Linked DNA regions of Triticum aestivum: region 2 is linked to region 1. The links are chromatin contacts, called in public Hi-C maps. All regions are on one chromosome and are shown on one strand. The core of a region is the stretch at or near the end of the contact, and the rest is flanking DNA. Distances in the headings are between cores, read along the strand shown. Region 1 holds the start of LOC123182834 (putative aminoacrylate hydrolase RutD). Region 2 has its middle 28 kb from the start of LOC123174547.

Region 1 (2,861 bases), core at 107-2,606:
TTACCGATGAACAAAGTTTGTGAAGGTTTAGAAGTCTACCTTTGAAGACTTACTTGAGTGATTGGGTGAGGTCTACGGTGACCTTAGCTCAAGGAAAATAAGTTGAAGACATGCTCTTCTGAGTTTAATCTTAGCATCCCTAACCAGACGTACAACTGTTACAGCATCTGGAACTAGTCCAACAAATCACTTGTTTTCTCTGGGCAACTATCACTTCACTTCCTCACTTAGTGTTTTGTATTGTGAAGGCTTCGCTTGCTCATTCTGTTTGAAGTCATTGTGTAAGACAATCCCTTGATTACATCTTTGTCTTCACATTAAATGTTAATATTGTTCTCTGCTACCTAGTTTGTTGTCTGCATTCACTTCTCACATCAATTGTGTTGTTATGTCAGCATGTGTACCGTAGTTTATCTTCCGTTGCGCCCTGCTTAGTTATTGTTTTGCTTCCACGTCTTTGAAGACATTGCCTGTTTCGAAGACAATCATAAAAACCGCCTATTCACCCCCTCTCTGGTCGATAACTAGCACTTTCAGTTCCCCTCTTTAGAAAATGTAACATTTCATAAGCCAATATTGTATTATTAGAGATAAGCCTATCCGGAGCAAAGGCGCTTTGGTTACCCAAAATGATCTCCCCCGAGATGCACTTCAACCGGCTTGCAATGCTGTTGGAACAAGTTTGCACATAATATTGCAAAGGCTAATTGGGTGTAGGTCTTTTGGACTCCGAGGGTTCTTCACCTTTGGGATAAGGACCATGATGGTGTCATTCCATCCTTCCCGGATATAGCCGCCACAAAACATGTGTAACACTTCATGCACCACACTATCGCGAACCAGCTGCCAATACTTCTTGTAAAAGAAAGTTATTACAATACTATCCGTGGATGCTGGAGCTGTTTCTTTTTCATCATTAAAAATATTTCCATGCATATCTTCAAATAGCATTCTAATTCTGTTTTTTTCGTGCACGCCAAAATGCGCCAAAGTGAAACAAATTTAGCGTTTCGGCCATCTCCTTAAGCCTATCAATACGGGACCTTTGCATCCACACCCTGTTCTTTGTATAGGAGTTTATTCACATGTCTTTATATACTACTCTCCATTTCACGATATAGTGCGCTCGCGTTTTTTAAGATTTAAGTTTGAAAAATGCATACACATTATATTATGGAACGGAGGGAGTACCATCTTCTCTTATCTTTATTATGGAATCGCACAGCACAACCAGACAATCCACCGCCGCTTCCCCATCGATCGATCATCATCGTCGTCGCGGCGGCTTTATCCACCCACAAGTTCGTCCACCCACAAAAACAAAACAAATAGCACAGCGCAACTCTCTCTCTCTCTCTCTGCCGCCGATCAAACCACTACCAGCACGCTCACAAAAAGAATCGCCACCCAAAAATCGTGGACCTCAACCCCACACTCCCATCTTCCCGCCGCGAGCGAGCGCGTCCCCTTTGACTCAGCAGACGGCGACACCACCCGCCGACGTGTCCCCGCCGGCGCGCCGCGCAGGTCGTATCCATCCATCCACGTGTTCCGGCACAGCGAATCCGTCTCCTCCTCCACACCCGTTTCCCTCGCGGCCCCGACTCCGCCCGCCTGGACGACTCCGGCTCGCGGGCGGCTATAAATCGCCCGCCCTTTCCTTCCCGAGCTCCACTCCGTTTCCCCCTCGTTTTAAATCCGATTCGGCCCCCGATTCGGCAACCCAGCCCGACCCACCTGTTCTGTTCCCCAGTAACGAGAAGCTAAATAAATCCATAAATCCCTGGCAGAGAGAGGGAGAGGAGCCAGGCGATCGATCCCGGTGGCGGCGAGAGGCGAGGAGAGGCGGCCGGCGAAGCAATGCCTTACTGCGAGGTGGACCGGTACCAGGCCGGCGACAAGTGGGAGGGCGTCCGCCTCTTCTACCGCCGCTACGGCCGCGGCGCCACCAAGGTGCTCCTCGTCATCGGTAAGCACGCCGCCCCCCGGCCAATTCGATACAGTGGAAAAATTCAATCCTTTTTCTGGTTCGGAGGAACTCTTCTCTGAGAAATGGTTCTTCGCTTCAGGTCTGGCGGGGACGCACGACTCGTGGGGCCCGCAGATAAGGGGGCTGACCGGGTCCATGGAGCCGGCGGACGGCGGCGACGTGCCCGAGCCCGCCGCGAGGACGGACGAGGAGGCCGCCGCGCCGGCGACGGCGACGGCGCCGGAGGAGGAGGACGTCGGCGAGGGCATCGAGGTCTGCTGCTTCGACAACCGCGGCGTCGGCCGCAGCAGCATCCCCCCGCACAAATCCTACTACTCGTGAGTCTCTCTCTCTCTCCCGTCGTCTCCTAGATCCAAATTTCCGTCGGTTTCAATCATCGGCGGGCAGGGTTTGGTAGACGACATTGTTGGTCTCTCGAGATCTGCAAGGAAGATTGTAGCTTTCGGCGAGAATAAATGCACGTTTTACTCGATTCGATTCATCCTCCCTGCTGTCGCGATTGCTTTCATCCATGAGAAAACAATAGTACTAGTACCACGCGTGCGGCTGAGAGGAAGAAACAGAGGGCGGCTAATCTTCCTCCATGAAACGCGTTGAAAAGTCAAACGGCCGATGGTTCTCCGTACTGACCGTGTGAATGAACGACCTTCTCTTCTCTGGCAGGACGGCGATCATGGCGAGGGACGCGCTGGCCTTGATGGACCATCTGGGGTGGAAGAAAGCCCACGTCTTCGGCCACTCCATGGGCGCGATGATCTCCTGCAAGCTCGCAGCGATGGCGCCTCACCGGCTGTCCTCGCTGGCGTTGCTCAACGTCACCGGCGGCGGGATGGAGTGTTTCCCCAAGGTACTGTGATGTTGCAACCTGCTT
Region 2 (2,861 bases), core at 171-2,670, 210 kb before region 1:
GGTGCGTTTCATGAAGCATCAAATTCTAGAGGTTGGAGTTTTACTTTGAGAGATGATGAAGGCACACTTTTGGCTGCAGGAGCAGAAACCTGGAACTGGTATCCAGTGCACTCCATGTTGAAGCATTAGCCATGTTGTATGCAATCCATGCCACAGCAAGGATGGGAGGCAATCATGTTATCTTTGAAACTGATTCCATGGTGCTGAAGCAGGCGGCAACAAGCGAAGAGTATGATAAATCTACTCCAGGATCATTGTTTCAGGAGATAAAATTTCAGTTGAATGTTGCTTTTGATGTTGCTAAGCTAAATGTATGTCCTAGAATCCGTAACAATGCAGCACACTCTTTAGCTGCGTATGGTCATGGTCTAGGGAGTGGAGGGTGTGAGGCCTGGTTAGGCCACTTCCCTGAGTTTGTATAAAACTTTGTAACAGACGACTTAGCCAGATCGTCATCGTAATGGAATACATGTGTTCCGTTTAAAAAAAAAAAAGACAGTCCTCGCTGCAACCCTCTGTGGTGGCTCTACTGGTCACTGCATCTTCAGGTTCGCTATTCCTTCCCTTTTGCTGCCTTTGGTTGTTCTTTCAACAGTTTATCCATATGGAACGACCTTCATTAGTTTATCTGATTCCTGCGCAGGAAAAACTTCAACGGTACTCCAGGAAGTAGTCATGACAGGGATACTTCGACTTCAAAAGTGATAAAGGTGCGTATAAGTTAATCCGGAAAGAATCGGTTGTGGTCATCTGTGAGTAGTATTCCTTTTTTGTTCTTGGTTATTAAGACGCTTTGCTTGGTCTGTCTGGGAGAAATGAATTAATGACAGAGCTAGGCAGTGGTGTTCTGTACACTCTGTTGCATTGCTTCACGCATTCGTGATAGCCGAGTGCTAGTGCTAACAGGAGATTGACTTGAGAGGGTACACCGCAAACGTATATGGTTTCAGATGTAGTACTGGATATACTGTGTACTGCTATGTTTGTGTAGTTACCCTCTCGAGATACTGGATATACTTGAGAGGGTACACCGCAAACACTTTCGGGAAGGAAGGAACATCTCATAACCAACAAACTCTTTCGGGAAGGGTCATGACGTACCGCACCTTCTAATTTCTGCAAGCCACGTACTGCCTTCCTTTGGTATAAAGTAGGAGTATCTGAATTTTCTTTCTTCAGTTGCATACAGTATGATTCTTTTGACTGTGTATGCTTTCCTTGCCTCACCCGGTCTGTCTGCCGTCTCGGAGCGTTGCGTGGTCAGATAAGAAGGCCAACTTCGTTGGTGATAATCCATTCTTTGGTTTTTCTTGAGGTGTAGCTTCATTCGATTTCTGTGGGGAAGAAAAAGAATGCCCACGCTTTGAGACTTGTGTTGTGCAAAGAAAAGATAGGCGCTGCAGGTCACGGTCAGACGAGATGGCTTGGCTAGGTCGCTGTGCAAATGCAATGATGACGGGCCACTCCCACTCATGGCTGGGGTCGGAGCTGAGCTTTTTGGTTGACGCCTAGTAATTAATTAAGCAGCACCGTTAGCCGTCGCTAATCTAATATGGTTCATTGGCTCTGGCTAACCGGTTGTGAAGAGCCGCCGACAAAGAAAAGGAAGAGGCTTTCCACCGTCCACGTCCTTGAATTTTCCGGCCTCTCCGGAAACAAGTTATCGTGAAAGAGTCCTCCAAGAATTGATTAAAAAAAAGAATCAATTGGTGGATGGAGCGTGCATGTCTGGTCGACTCGACCATTCCACTTCCCTCTTCCACACGTTTGTGGATCGGGTATCTCGCTCGATTTTGTTGTCATCCGCCATGCATGCATGCGTGCGTGGGTAGTCTGCAGCTTGGACACCTCATGAGTAGTCAGAGAACACTCGCAGTAAGAACACGAGCAGCTCGAGCATCATTATTGCACCACTGAGTATAAGCAGACAGATCATCTTGGTAGACAGAAAGAGCATCTGAATAAGCTGATACCTGCTGATCATAAACATCAACCGCAGCATCATCGAGAGTATTGGTTGCATCCCAATCAGCCTGAGAAGCATCAACAGCAAGAACAGGCGGCACCGGCGGGGTAGGAGCCACGGGAGCGACAGGGCATCATCGAGAGCATTTGTGGTTTTACTTGTTTCCTTTTTTGTATATTCAATTTAAGGTACATTGAAACATGTTCAAATCATCATCAAACATAATAAACTTATATTACTAGCCAAAAGTCGTCGCATTACATATTGTTTGTGATTCCAAATGTCACTAAGCGACATTTTCAAAATATGCAATGTGATGTCGCTATTCGACATTGCTATGTTCTACTACCTATGGTAGAACCACTGACAACATCATCTAGTCGGTGTCGTCGACCTCCTCCTCCTCCTCCATGAGATCGTCGAAGAAGGCGTAGGGGTTGGACTCACAAGCGGCGGGCCATGCCGGAATGGTGGGTGAGGGAAGTTAGGAACATCTTGATGGAAGACAGATCATGGTGGCGATGATTGGGGTAAGACCCCTTCCTTATTTGTTCAATATGCGTTGCTTTGTCAGTATTGACTGATATACCATTTGACAGATGAAGACTCTGGTAATGGACATGCATGGGAAGAAAGACATATTTCTTTGGATGTTGGTAATCATACTGGTGATTGTTATTCGTCCTCTCTTTATGTCCCCCCTTTTTCCTATCATGTAGCTCACCCAAGGATCCACCTTCCTCGATGGGTACTGGCAAAAGAAAAAACTAGGGCGGGGGGAAACCTCCCAATCGATGACCCAAAGCCACTCAAAACCTCTCGCAAGGCCAAGCAAGGGGAACAAGAAATGGTGGGTTTTGGTTCTGTTAGTGAGAAGGTAAGAACGTTGCAAGAA

Evidence for each region. Hi-C and Micro-C count contacts between places; a contact is called where the count stands out from the background.
Region 2: a contact with region 1 is called in a Hi-C map of leaf, with 2.8 times the contacts expected there. The contact joins the enhancer-like site here to the promoter of LOC123182834 in region 1. A contact is called at or near these places in 2 of 5 Hi-C or Micro-C datasets (both in leaf).

Annotation. Positions count from the first base shown.
Region 1 is chr1D:450,541,589-450,544,449 of IWGSC CS RefSeq v2.1, reverse strand. It overlaps LOC123182834 (putative aminoacrylate hydrolase RutD), which reads left to right and starts at 1,356. Exons shown (of 10, transcript XM_044595504.1): 1 at 1,356-1,969; 2 at 2,070-2,307; 3 at 2,654-2,837. The coding sequence starts at 1,861.
Region 2 is chr1D:450,748,525-450,751,385 of IWGSC CS RefSeq v2.1, reverse strand. No RefSeq gene overlaps it. Among protein-coding and RNA genes, the nearest start is that of LOC123174547, 28 kb to the left of the region's middle. Within about 2 kb of position 1,420, at least 1 of the 8 cell types and tissues checked has an H3K27ac peak or open chromatin away from gene starts, as enhancers often do. A contact at or near this core is called in leaf, where this site is marked.